Linked DNA regions of Muntiacus reevesi: region 2 is linked to region 1. The links are chromatin contacts, called in public Hi-C maps. All regions are on one chromosome and are shown on one strand. Each heading gives the region's core, a stretch centred on a gene start, on an enhancer-like site or on the middle of the called end of the contact. The rest is flanking DNA. Distances are from core to core; before and after follow the strand shown.

Evidence for each region. Hi-C and Micro-C count contacts between places; a contact is called where the count stands out from the background.
Region 2: a Hi-C map of blood shows a contact between it and region 1, with 4 times the contacts expected there. The contact joins the promoter of NPAT here to the promoter of CUL5 in region 1. A contact is called at or near these places in 2 of 3 Hi-C or Micro-C datasets (blood and muscle).

Annotation. Positions count from the first base shown.
Region 1 is chr9:73,665,902-73,672,555 of mMunRee1.1, forward strand. It overlaps CUL5 (cullin 5), which reads right to left and starts at 2,519. Exons shown (of 19, transcript XM_065943898.1): 1 at 2,086-2,519. The coding sequence starts at 2,109.
Region 2 is chr9:73,417,353-73,424,006 of mMunRee1.1, forward strand. It overlaps NPAT (nuclear protein, coactivator of histone transcription), which reads left to right and starts at 3,755. Exons shown (of 18, transcript XM_065943955.1): 1 at 3,755-3,896. The coding sequence starts at 3,860.

The DNA.
Region 1 (6,654 bases), core at 1,269-3,768:
CATTGAGAAATTCTTTTTCCCCCTTTTCAACATTTCACTAAATAATTTTATTGAAAAATTTCCAGTGTATCTGTCATCTTTTCATATTCACTAGAGACTGTGACTTTTACCAGTTTTGTCAAACATTATCACTTTTCTTTTATTTATAAAAGTTATTTGAGTTACAGAACTGCTCGAATTACGATCTTTTTAACCTACATCTTAAACACCCATTTCTATCCATTCAGGTATCTTTTTCATTTTATAGGTGGGTGTGTGCTATACATATAGATTCATAATCTCTACAAGGTAACGACTTATGAGTATTGAATGAAGGAGCTTCAGACTTATATCTCCTTCAAACAAAGCTTTGTAAGGCTTTGTATGGAGTAGAATAAAGTGACTCACTCTTTCCTGAGACACAAATCTGGGAGGAAAAAAGACTTTGCTTTATATCCACGTTATCAATTAGTCAAAAATTCACAATTATTTTAAACACATTTCAATTAATAACATACACTATTGGTTATGTAAATGCATGGATACATTAACAGGAGTCTTTGCAAGTTGAAGTTTTTTTTCTGAATTAATATATTAGAACTTTGCTATACTGATATAAAAGAAGTGAATTACTCAACTTCCATGAACTTGTTTCCTTAGAGAAACATCAGTAGTAACTGTAGTAATTAATGTGTATTGCATACCAGTTAAGACCCAGTCGCTGTTTTAAGATTATATATATACCAACTCAATCTTCACAAAGCTCCTATGAAATAAGTGCTATTGATGATTTCATTATATTGATGAGGAAACTCAGGAACGGAGAGATTTAGAAACTTGCCCAAAGTCATGGAGCAGAAAAGCTAAGTAGCAGAAATTCGGTCTAGTTCTGGGTCCCTCCCTCTTTTAAAAGAAGACGCGGGGTTGCGGGGGGAGGGGGGGGCGGTTAATATGTGTGTGTTAGTTGCTCAGTCGTGTCACTCTTTGCGACCCTGTGGACTGTAGCCCACCAGGGTCCTCTATCCATGGAATTCTCCAGGCAAGAACACTGAAGTGGGTTGCCATTCCCTTCTCTAAAAGACGACATTCTACCTCTAAAATTAGTAAAATTAGAGGGACTAATACAGTTAGTATTAGTAGTCTAAAGAAGACAAGAGGTTACAGTTAAGTTTTAACATATTTTCTATTCTCTGTCAACACTGTCTGAAGGCTTAATTGACAGGGTTTTTGAGGGAGAAGTAGTTCATATACTACCCCCATTTCAGAAATACTTTTAAGGTATAAAGTATTGCCTACTACAAACATACCATAGAGGAAACTAGTGCAGGTCTTCCTCCTTCTCCTCTAAACTTTGTAACTCATGGCAGAGAATCTGCCTCTCTGGGCCTAGATCCCCCTTGCTATCCCAAATACATAAAACTAACTTTAACGGTTTTCTTTGATAAGGCAACTTTCCTAAGCCCTAAAACAACAGCAGTGCTTCCACTGTCGTCATCTGGTTGTGTGCTGTAATGGGGTTGATTGAGGAACAGTTTCCTAAGTTAAAAAAGGGTAAAAATACGAACTCAAGAAAGGAAGAACAGAAGGGAAGGTGTAGTAAGCAGTTAAGGGAGGGAGTGGGGCGGCAGGCGCTGCCGTCTTACTTGGAATTCCGCGCAGATAGAAGAGAAACTGAGGAGGTGGGGGTCCGGTCGCTAAAACCTGTTAGCAACATTTTCTGGGATTTTCTTATCTGCGTCTCAAGACTCGCGCTTCAGAAGAATCTGAGACCCTAAGGACACTAACTGCCCGATCCGTCAGGACGTGCCACCACCTTTCTTCTGGGGTCCCGGGCCAGCGCTGGCCCTTTGAGACCACTGTCCGCCGTCAGCCCTCGCCCGGGCCTTTCATACACCGGGCAACCGGCAGCAGGGACAACCAGGGCCTCTCGACCCCAAGGCCGGAGAACCGCGTTCCGCTCCTCGGCGGCTGCCTCCCCGGTTTCTCTTCCGGTAGACAACCCCTGAACACACCCCCATTTCGCCGCTAAACCAGAACCGAGTCATTCCCCAAGAGCTGAACCCACCGCTCGCGGAGCAGAAATCCAAGCCGGACTAAGGGTCTTACCTTTAACAGATTAGACGTCGCCATGTTCCTTCAACTTAGACTCTCGCGAGACCGCGCGAGATTTCGTGGCGCTCGGTGCCAGGCCACTACTGCAGGCCCGAGTTTCCCACCTGGGCCGAGGGGCCCCCGGGCGGGCACTGTGGATGTGGTGGGCGCCGGCGTGCACACAGCGCTGACCTCGTCCCTCACTCCCGGAGCTTCCTCGCTCTTCCCTCCCTACATGGTCACCGGGGCCTCTCCTTACTAGAGAGCTCATGCAAACACTCAGGGAGACGGCAGCGGCGAAAGGTGAGAGGGAACAGGAGCCGACCTGAAATCGGAAGAGGAAGCATCGGCTCCACGAGCCTCCCCACTCCTTCAGATGAGCCTCTGTGGTGGCACCCGCAGAGACCACTGGCAACGAATTTAGCTCGGTTTGGGACCGGCCGCTCTGGTTCGGCGGCCGCGTCACGTGACGCGGCGGGCGGGGCCGCGCTCGGGAGCGAGCGTGGGAGCCTGAAAGCTTCGTGGGCCGAGATCCCGCCGCGAGGGCGGGGGCACGCCCTCTGCTGGCAGGAGTATATGTCTTCCTCCCTCCGCCGCCGTGTGCTGGGGGGAGGTTACGGAAAAGACATTATCCGGAATGAAATGCTTGTAATAACTGTCTTCAAGACCTGGCGCATTAAGGGACCCAAGAAATATTTGTTTGCATGAATCAATGAATCCATGCACGAACGTGTTAACTATTAATATTTCTACTCAAGATGGCCTGGCACTGAAATAACCTGTAAGAGCTTGATCAGGTATAACAGAACATCCTATACCCTAAGACCCCTAAGCGTTATCCCTTCAGACCTCAAACCACTGGCCAAATAAAGGGAATATAATTTATATGTAGAACCTACAATATACCTAGTATTGTATTCTACACGTTTCCGAACTGTTCATTCATACATAATATGTGAGAAGTTAGAGCTATAGAGCAAAATAAAGCAGAGAAGAGGGATGCAGTTTGCGGTTTTAAACAGAGGGATCCAAGTAGGTCTCACTGAGAAGATGGCATTTGAGCGAAAAGACTTGAAAGCGGTGAGGGAGAATGCCAGGACATATTTGGGAGGAGCGCATTCCCTATAGGGGGGAGCACAGGTGGCACGTTGCCCAGAGTTTCAGAGGGACAGTTAGAAGGTTAGTGTGTTTAGAGCGGAGAGAGAGTAAGAAGAATAGAAGGCCTTATTGGGCCTTGTACACCACAGCCAAGACTGGCTCTTATTCTCAGTGAGATGGGCAATCATTGCAGGTTTTTGAACAGAGGAGTGGTATGATCAGACTCCCGTTTAAACGTGATTGGTCTGACTACTCTAGTGAATCCAATGAGAAGAGTAATTTAGAAAGCTTTTGTATTATCTTGTTAGATCGACACAATCATGCCACCTAGATGGCCTACATTTTACAGTGATTTATTAGTGATCTAGGCATGATTAAACAATGACTACATGGTAGAACAAGGATTCAGAGCCACTAGGCCTGTAATGTCCTGTCAACATGGAGATGACTCAGAGGTCATCTTTGTTCTACAGGTGAGAAAATGGAAACTTCTTTCTGGTCAGGGTCACAACTGGGTCAGACGAAAAGTCTGGTCCAGAATAAACTTTGTATAATTATGGATCCCTTTCCCAGTGACCCTGGGTTGTCTTCAACCCTAGTTCAACTCTACTGCTTTATTTGCAAAGTGTAAGTTGATTAATTTATAACTATGTACCATTAAAAAGTTAGGCAACATACTGTAATAGAGCAGTTGAATATGTTCATAAATTAATGACCCTTCTTAAAGAATTCATTATTAAGTAGTTAAGTATCTAATGCCTGTTCAAGTGTCTTGTTATGTACTAAGCACTGGAAATCTAGGATTAATGAGACAGATAAGACCTCTGTCCTCTTGGAGCTTATAGTCTAATAAGGGAGCTAGATATTAAGCATAGTTACATGAATCAAATGTTGCTGAAATGGAGTTGTGATAAATACCGCAAAGGTAAAATACAATGTGTTGTTCCGAGCATGTGGTTTGGAAGGGACTACTATCCTGTACTATTCCTATGATCACACTCTGAATCTTGTGACTACTTCTGAATTTTCAGTTTCATATATCCCACTGCCTAACAAGACATTCCTTTCTCCAAACTTGCTTGCTCTGGCATCTCCACTGTTACAGTCTGACCTGAAATGAGTTCTTCATTCCATTGACCCCGCTACCTCCTTGTTCTCTATCATTCCCTCCTTTTTCACTTTCTTCCTCACCCAATTTAGCTTCTGTAAACCATCATTATTAAAATATTTAAATATTTTATTTATTTAAATATAGAGAACACAATCACATAACATAAAATTCAGAAGGTACTAAAAGGATTACAGTTAAAAGTAAGCCTCCTTCCCTTTCCTAGCATAATGTTCTATATTGTGGTAGGTATTTGGTTTACTCAGGTGTATTGTTATTGTGTTGTTGTTTAAGCAGTAAGCCATGTTCGACTCTTTGTGACCCCATGGTCTGTAGCCTATTAGGCTCCTCTGTCCATGGGATTTCCCAGGCAAGAATACTGGAGTGGATTGCCACTTTCTCCTCCAGGGGATCTTCCCAACCCAGGAATCAAACCCATGTTTCCTGCTTGGCAGGCAGATTTTTACCACTGTTAATTTGTCAAAACCCAGTCAGTGTACCATTAAAATTTTTGCATCTCATTCAAAAGAAAAAGCAGAAACAGCATTTGAGTTTAGTTAATGATATTCAGGCTGAAGAATTTAGGAATAACTGAAGTTATGTTTACCATTTGCTTTGAAATGTATCAAAAAATAAGATGGATTGATGGTTGCATAGAAAAGTTGACAAAGCAATTATAGTAAAAAATGTTAATGGCAGAATCTGGGATGGATTAACTAGTGTCCTCTATGTAAAATCTTTCAGTTTGTCTATAATGTTTAACATTTTTCATAATTAAATGTTGTGGGACATTTTTTTAATAGACTTCCTTTCCTCCACAGTCCGTTAGGCAACTGTTGTCCCTTACTCAGAAATAATAATTATAAATTTCTTGTGAATCCTCAGGACATTTGCTGCATATATAAACATTCATATATGTATTTATTTTCTCTTCCCACAAACAATGGCATACCAGTTATACACTTAACATCTTTTTTCCCACTCAGCTATATGATATAAATCTGAAAAATATATTTGTGTTTATTTTTTTCACACTTCCTTATAGAAATCCAAGCAAGACTGGCAGACCATAAAGCACCTGTTACTACCAGAAAGTTTGGGATTGTTACTCCCAAAATAGGCTCTTGAAGTCCATTTTTAGCACAACAATAAATTCAAAGTTTTTCATTTGTAAGAAGAAAAAGCAAAGCTTTGTACATATAAAGGTGGTGTATGAAGTTTAATCAACAAACTATTAGTTAAGGACTTCCCTGGTGGTTCAGTGGTGAGTTCACCTTCCCGTGCAGACAACGTGGGTTCAATCCCTAGTTGGGGAACTAAGATTGCACATGCTGCCTGGTAACTAAGCCCTCATGCTGCAACTACTGAGTATACTTGCTTTGGAGGTCATGAGCCACAACTAGAGAGAAGCTCGCATGCCACAAAGAAGATCCTGCATGCCTCAACTAGGATCCAACACAACCAAAAAGAAATAAATGATTATTTAAAAAAAAAAAAACTGTTGATTAAATAACTGGTAAAGCACTAGATGGAGTATCAAAGGTTTTCAAAATTTTGGAGTGGGAGAGGGGGGAAGATAGCCACTGGGTCTTCCTAGACCCTCTGGGTACTACATGGAGAAAAAGAAGAGTTCACCTCAAAAAACTGTATGACCACCTGGCACCAGGAAGACCCACAAAGCCTACCCTAAACCCAGCCATAAGCCTAACAGTAACTGGAATCTAACTGTATTCCTTTATCAATTTCTGTCCTTAATTCCTAAACCAGAAACTCCTTTTCTGCTGTGCCGGAGGATGCCACACATTGCCAGTGCGGACAGGTGTATTAGTTGTATTTGTTGGGGGAGACTATCTCAGAGGCATCAGCCTTCTCCATATTGCCTGTTGGCAGTCACCTGTACCTTAAGTCTGCTCAGCCCACAGGACTACTCTATTTGGATGACTTCCTCTTCCATGGCCCCAGACACCCTGGACGAGATGGGTGGCTGGAGAATGGAGAGGTAAGGAAGTGAAATCCCTACCAGCAACTTATGAAACTGGAGAGAACCATCCTAAGATTTTCACCCATGTGACAATGGTCAGGAGTGAAATTCCCAGTCTAATTTATACACATTAAATAGTCACTTTCTTAAAAAAAAGCAACAGCCTAGTCCCTTTTCTCCTCTGTCATACGTAAGTAGTAAAAAGAGAACCTTTCAATAAATTCTCTCTGTATTCTTCATGCCTACACCCAAGTAGCTGAGCATTGCTAGAGAAGCTCAAAACTGGCTTGAGTGATTTTACTTTGAACTCAGACTCAGAGCTCAAATGGGAACTTAACACTATCCAACAGTCCTGTCCTATTTTTCTCTAGTAGGCTTGCTCTTCCATTCCATTTCC
Region 2 (6,654 bases), core at 2,505-5,004, 250 kb before region 1:
CCTCTTACACTGTTGGTGGGAATGCAAACTAGTACAGTCACTATGGAGAACAGTGTGGAGATTCCTTAAAAAACCAATACCACTCCTGGGCATACACACTGAGGAAACTAGATCTGAAAGAGACACGTGCACCCCAATGTTCATTGCAGCACTGTTTATAATAGCCAGGACATGGAAGCAACCTAGATGCCCATCAGCAGGCGAATGGATAAGGAAGCTATGGTACATATACACAATGGAATGTTACTCAGCCATTAAAAAGAATTCATTTGAATCAGTTCTAATGAGATGGATGAAACTGGAGCCCATTATACAGAGTGAAGTAAGCCAGAAAGATAAAGACCAATACAGTATACTAATGCATATATATGGAATTTAAAAAGATGGTAACAATAACCCAATATGCAAAACAGAAAAAGAGACACAGATGTACAGAACAGACTTTGGGACTCTGTGGGAGAAGGTGAGGGTGGGATGTTCTGAGAGAATAGCATTGAAACAAGTATACTATCAAGAGTGAAACAGACCACCAGCTCAGCTTGGATGCATGAGACAAGTGCTCAGGGTTGGTGCTCTGGGAAGACCCAGAGGGATGGGATAGGGAGGGAGGCGGGAGGGGGCATCGGGATGGGGAACACATGTAAATCCATGGCTGATTCATGTCAATGTATGGCAAAAACCACTACAATATTGTAAAGTAATTAGCCTCCAACAAATAAAGATAAATGAAAAAAATAAAAGCATGATTACTAGGAAAAAAATACAGCTTTTGATCACAGATTGTGAATTTCTTTGCCTTTAAGTGATTTATATGTTTCTAAAATCTTTTGTTACTTTGTTAAAATAAATAAGCATTATTTCACCATGATCTATAAAAATTATGGTAGATGTAGACAAAGCTCATTCTACATATACAAAAATTAACCTGTCAATTTAAAACATGGCAATAGTCCACTCAAAGTATGGTCCACTCAAATCCACCCTTTGAGTGTACCACTCCACTCAAAGAGTCTACGCAAAGAGTCAGACATGACTGAGCAACTGAACTGAACTCAGTCTACTCCTAAATTGGGGAATTAAAAATGGGTGAATAACTGCTAACCAGAGTCAGGGCTAAGGTAAATCCAAGATGGCCACTTGGATTTTCCCAGCTCCCTGACAAACCTCATTTTTATTTGATGGATTAAAGCCTTCTCTGGCTACAGAATTAATGCCCTCACAAAGGGAAAAAAAAAAACACAACACTATGCTTCACTGAATATTAAGTTCTAGCTTTGTTAATTAAGGTCTATTTACTAAGACTCACTTCTAAGATAATTGTTATATTGCTAAAAGGTTTAATTAGATTGACACCAAGCTAGAGTCATTTAACAACTAAGTCAGATGACCTTGGCACATACCATGCTATACTTTATGCAAGTTCTTGACTTAAATTCTTACTTATGAACTTACTAACAACTGCTAGCTATATTATATTCTATGTCAACTGTTTCAGAAACTTGTTTCTTATGTTACCAAATGAATGACTAAGGCTATGATAAAACGCTGATATGCAGTTCCATATGAGATCAACTATTTTAATAACGTAACTCTAGACACGGGAAGAAGTAACAGGAGGGAGTAATTTCCTGGACCAAGAGGCTAGTAAAACATGGATGGTCCAGAGACTTTTGCTACTCACAAGACCTGGTCTAGTACCAGCACACTGAGTGACCTATCAGTGGAATCTTCACTAGACTTGGGAATGAGTCTTCCCAGCATCGTGGGACACAGTGGCCACGAAATGCCTCCAACGTATGATCAAAAATGCGGCTACGAAGGGGCCCTGCTGACTGAACATTGGTAATTGCCAGCTGCCTCTACAAAAATTAAATCATGACGACTGCAAGCTGCTGACCTTCAACAACAGCCCCTAAAAGTTCAGGGTAGAGATCAGAATTAAGGCACTCTGTTCTGGGAAAAACTGGAAGAACAGGCCTTCAGAGAGATGTTTTCAGGTCAGGATTTTTATGAGCCCAAATTCCTGCATCTTCCTAGAGAAACACTAATGTTACGGACCAGTGTCTGGTCTTGGTTCTCCTGGTGAGCCCCTCAGCAGTTTTTCTACTTCTATTAAACTTTGGGCCATGTTTCTTTAATTTTCTTCTTAAGTTTGTTTCTTCTAGAATACAACAAATAAATCTCCAAATAGTAATACAACTAGAATATCCCCCAGCCAACACCCAGACAACGCTGAACAAGCTGCCTTATCATTTTGTGGACTCTCATTTCCCTCTGTAAATGCACCCTGGCAGAAAGTGGGCACTGGGACTCAGGACCCCACAATGTCCCTGCCCAGCTTGAAGAAGCCCCACTCCTTAGTGACTTGGGTCCCCAGGCCCAAGACAAGGATAAGGTAGGCAGACAGGCAGTCATGAGCAGGGTGTTAAGGGGCCAAAGTTTGGCCCATAAATTAAAAAAGGGCGGAATGTGGAGCCCTATACCAAGGTCACAGGATAAAAATCCCTGGAACTGACTAAGCCCCATAGCAACTGTTGCTATGACCCTCGGGATCTAAACCAGTCAGTACCCTAACCCCTAATATGTAAGATACCCACCCTACTATCCACCCAAGAGCATCCTTACCAATCACCTAATGCCACCATTCCAGTAGGAAGTTTCTGTCTTAAGGTTATGGAAACTGGCTGCAAGCCTGCAAAAGCGTTTGGCTCTCCCCTGAAATGGCCAGCTGTTTTAACAGCAGCTCTCACTCTAATAAATTTTATTCTCCTCTAATTCTGCCTCATGCCTGGAAATTCTTTTCCAACCCCCACACAGACCACGACACTTACCACAGGATAGAATTACCACAGGCTAGATAGTACACAGTCAGCCGACAGTCACAATTTTGAACTGGAGAGTGATTCCAAAGCCCAAGCCGTTACTCAGGAGACTACAGTTTAAGCCTCTACAAATTGCTCGCTGATTAAAACTGCTAATTATGAGAGGAGAGAAAAAGATGATTAGTCAAGCCATCCAGTTACATCTGAACTCCGGAAGGGGATGAGCAAGAAGGCTGAAGACTAAATACGCCAGGAGCACGATGGGTGGGCAGAAGAAAGCCATAAGGACAGGGGGCTAGGCTAAATGAGGTAAAGAGAAGGGGAAAGGGCCGCTCTGTAGGCGTGCGTCTGGAGGCAGGGGCTGAACGGCTCAGCTAGGACTGAATTCCCCAACGCTGAAGCCACTGAGCTTCTTCCGCGGCCCTACCGTTGGACTTTGCCGAAGTGGAATCTGTGTAAGCGGTGATGTCCGCAGCCTAGAAGCCCGCTCAACCCGCCTCCCGAAAAGCCCGAGCAGGCTGTCCCAGCACTATTCCGGCTTCCGGATCAAACCTGGAGTGATAGCGCAGCGTACTTTTACCCAAAGGAAGCACTAAGGCGAACTAGCGCCGGGGCACCGTTTGCCCACGCTGTCCCAACACGCACGCTCTGCACTCCCAAGACCCGCCTCCCCAAACACAGGGCCCGGCTGAGGGAAACGCGCGTGCGCCCTGTCAGCCAATGGCGAGCGGCCCTGCGTCTGCCGCTCGCCCTCTAGCGCCGGCTCTGCCTCTCCCCTCCCGCCTTCCCGCCCCGCCCCTATCCAAATGTGAGGGCGGATGTGACGACAGCTCCAAGTAGAACGGAGGCGGGTTTCTTTTCGGCGCCTTTCTTTCTCCGGCGGAAGCGATTGGCTGGCGTGGAGCGAAAGAGGCGGGACAAGTTGTCGCGGGTTCAGTGCCGCCACTGGAACCGGGAGATGCGGCGCAGGGGCTGTCGCTGTGTTGGTTTTTATCCGAGTCTCGTCTCTCACTACGGTTCCTTCTGCGGCTTCGATCATGCTGTTACCTTCGGACGTAGCCCGGCTGGTATTGGGTAAGCGCCGGCGCGGGAGGGAGGGGTACTGGATCAGGCTAAGCCGGACGGAAGGACCTTTGGAGCCAGAGGTTTTTCCCAGGGTGGGAAAGCTTTGGGGCTTTGCCTCCCCACCTGCAAGTTCAGACTGGCGGTGAATCTTCTTCAGTGGGAGGCTCGGGCGGTTTAAGTTTCTTTATGTGTGAATGCTCCACTCTTCCGAGACTCTGTGGCGAGGGGCGGCTGAAGAGAAACTCCGGGTGGAACACCTGAGGCCCGGATTTGGAGGGAAAGTCAGGCCTGCACACTCAATTAGAATCCTGCAGGGGAGTTGCCTACGTGATGGATGGACTGCGTGTTCTTCAACCTTGGGCTCACTTTCCCGTGTCAGAGCTGGGGCCGAATTAGGAAAAATAAAAGACTTCCCCAGCCACCCAGCTTTAGCGAAGGACCTTTCTGACGGCCTTCTCATAACTTGCCTTTAGCGCTACGAATTTGGAACGAATGAAGTGATCCTGCCTCTATCCCCCAGCCTCCTGCAAGAAGTCGTAGAATGTAGAGGTTTGAAACGCCAATTGCATACTTTTAAGACATCAGCAATTCTTTTTTTTTTTTTTTAATTAGCAAGACTTTTCACTGGAAATGCCTTCCAGTGGAACGTTTTCTAGTCCTAGTTTTTCCTCAGTTTGAAGAGTGACACTGCCAGTTGTCAGGGTGTATTGTCTGTGCAGGAAACGGGTTTTGTTGTTTGTTCCCTGAAAGAATAAAGAGTATTGTATTGCTGGGAATGAGAGCCACATAAAACTCAAAACCGGAGCCAGATTTACAGACATCATATGTGAGTGGTTAAATGGTAAACATCTGTTCTAAAACTTGCCTTGGTATCTAAAGGCCGTTACTAACATTATTTTACTGTCAGAAAAATCCATTTCTTATTCCCTTTTTAAAGTATTCGGCCCTGTCCAAAAAAAGAAAAAAGTTTTCATGCACAGACTCTTGACAAGCACATTTTGCAGGAAACTTTAGAGGGTAATGGTTCTACCATCTGTTTTTGGAGAAAATAATCACTTAAATTTAAACTAATATTTTGTTAATGTTTGGTTAATCTTTTGCACACTTTATCAGAGCTGAATATTAACAGTTAACCTACATCTAAGAAGAAAGCTGTCTATCTTGTAATTGTTATATTAATTAGGCTTATTTGTAAACAGATCCGGAGTAGACTCACAAAATTCACAATAATACTGACATACTTTATTATGGTAGCTGTCCTGTTTGCTTTGTGGGATGTTTAGCAGCATCCCTGGCTTCTATCCATTAGATGCCAGCAGGGACCCAGTTCCTGCCTTCACCCAATTGTCAGAATAAAGTAAGTGTCCAGATATTGCCAGTATATTTCCTGGAGGGCAAGGACCACTGGTCTTAAGAAAGCAGTATGATTTTCTAACTGTAATACTTTAAACAAACTTGTGAATATTCTCCTAGACTTCCTCCTTCTTTAAAAACTGGTAAAAATTACAGTCATTGTTTCTTTTTTTTTTTTTTATTAGTTGGAGGCAGTCATTGTTTCTTATCCTAAAATTCTTATTTGTCATTCACATTCCATTTTTATTGCCACCAGTACTAACAGTATGCATCCTATTTCTCCTTTGGACTATTTTCATAGTTTCTCATATAGTCTTGCAATTCATCTTATTTATGGTTACAAAAATCTGCCTAAAGCATTAACACTACACCTCCAGTTCTAATAGTTGAAAGAGTTGTTCACTTACCAAAAATTTCAAGTTGTACAAAAGAGTATATACTACCAAAAAAAGCAAATCTCACCACTTTTGCTTTTTTCATTTAGCATTATCATGTCACCACGGAGATCTATGAGTCACAAAACTTAGTAGCTTAAAAATTAAGAGTTTTATTCTTTGCCCATGATTCTTCTGTCAGTACCCCCTCCCTCTCAGTACTCCTTCAGTCCTTCTCATTGTTGCCCCTTTTCTTCATCATGTTCTTGCAGCAAATCTTTGGTTGCTTAGTATGTTCCAGGCACTGTGCCAATTGCTAAAAATAGAGTTTTCCCCTTAGAATTTACATAATTAGGTTTTTTACCCTTATCCACACATACCAAAACACTTTCCTAGACCCCCACCTCTTATTTTATCTAATGCTCTATGTTACCCTTTCACAAGTCAAATTCATTCAAAGAATAAGCTCTGCTTAGTTACTGTATTTCCTTACTTAACTTTCAGTCTTCAACATACTGCACTGACTTTTGTACCTCACTGCTCCATTTGAATAGCCTTGCTACTCAGCTATATCCAGCTATTGCCTTGCTAGAATTTCTTTAAATATTGTACAGGTCAAAATATATACATCAAAGTGCCATTTGTTATTTCTGGGCCACCAGTTTTGGTTTTATTAGTATGTCAGACAAGGTATTCTGCGGACCTGATCCTACAAGTCTCTTTTGCTTGATCTCAAGTTCTCAACATATGCCCTATGCCCCAGGCATTCCAAACCTCTTGCAGTTTCTCCAGATACTCTTGTTAATGTATTTTGTTCCCTCTGCCTGCAGTGTTTTTCTTCCTCTCTTCCTTGTACACTTGTATTTAAGGTTCAGGTCAGTTGTAATCTCAAACTGTTTCCAGCAGGTACAGTTAGTACTTTCTCCTTACACGCTCTGGTGGCGTTGTAGATTACTTGTACATACTCTTTCTTTGTTTTATTGTAGCTGTGTGTTTATTTGTTCTTTTTTTTTTAATATGAAATTTAACCATTGGAGCCA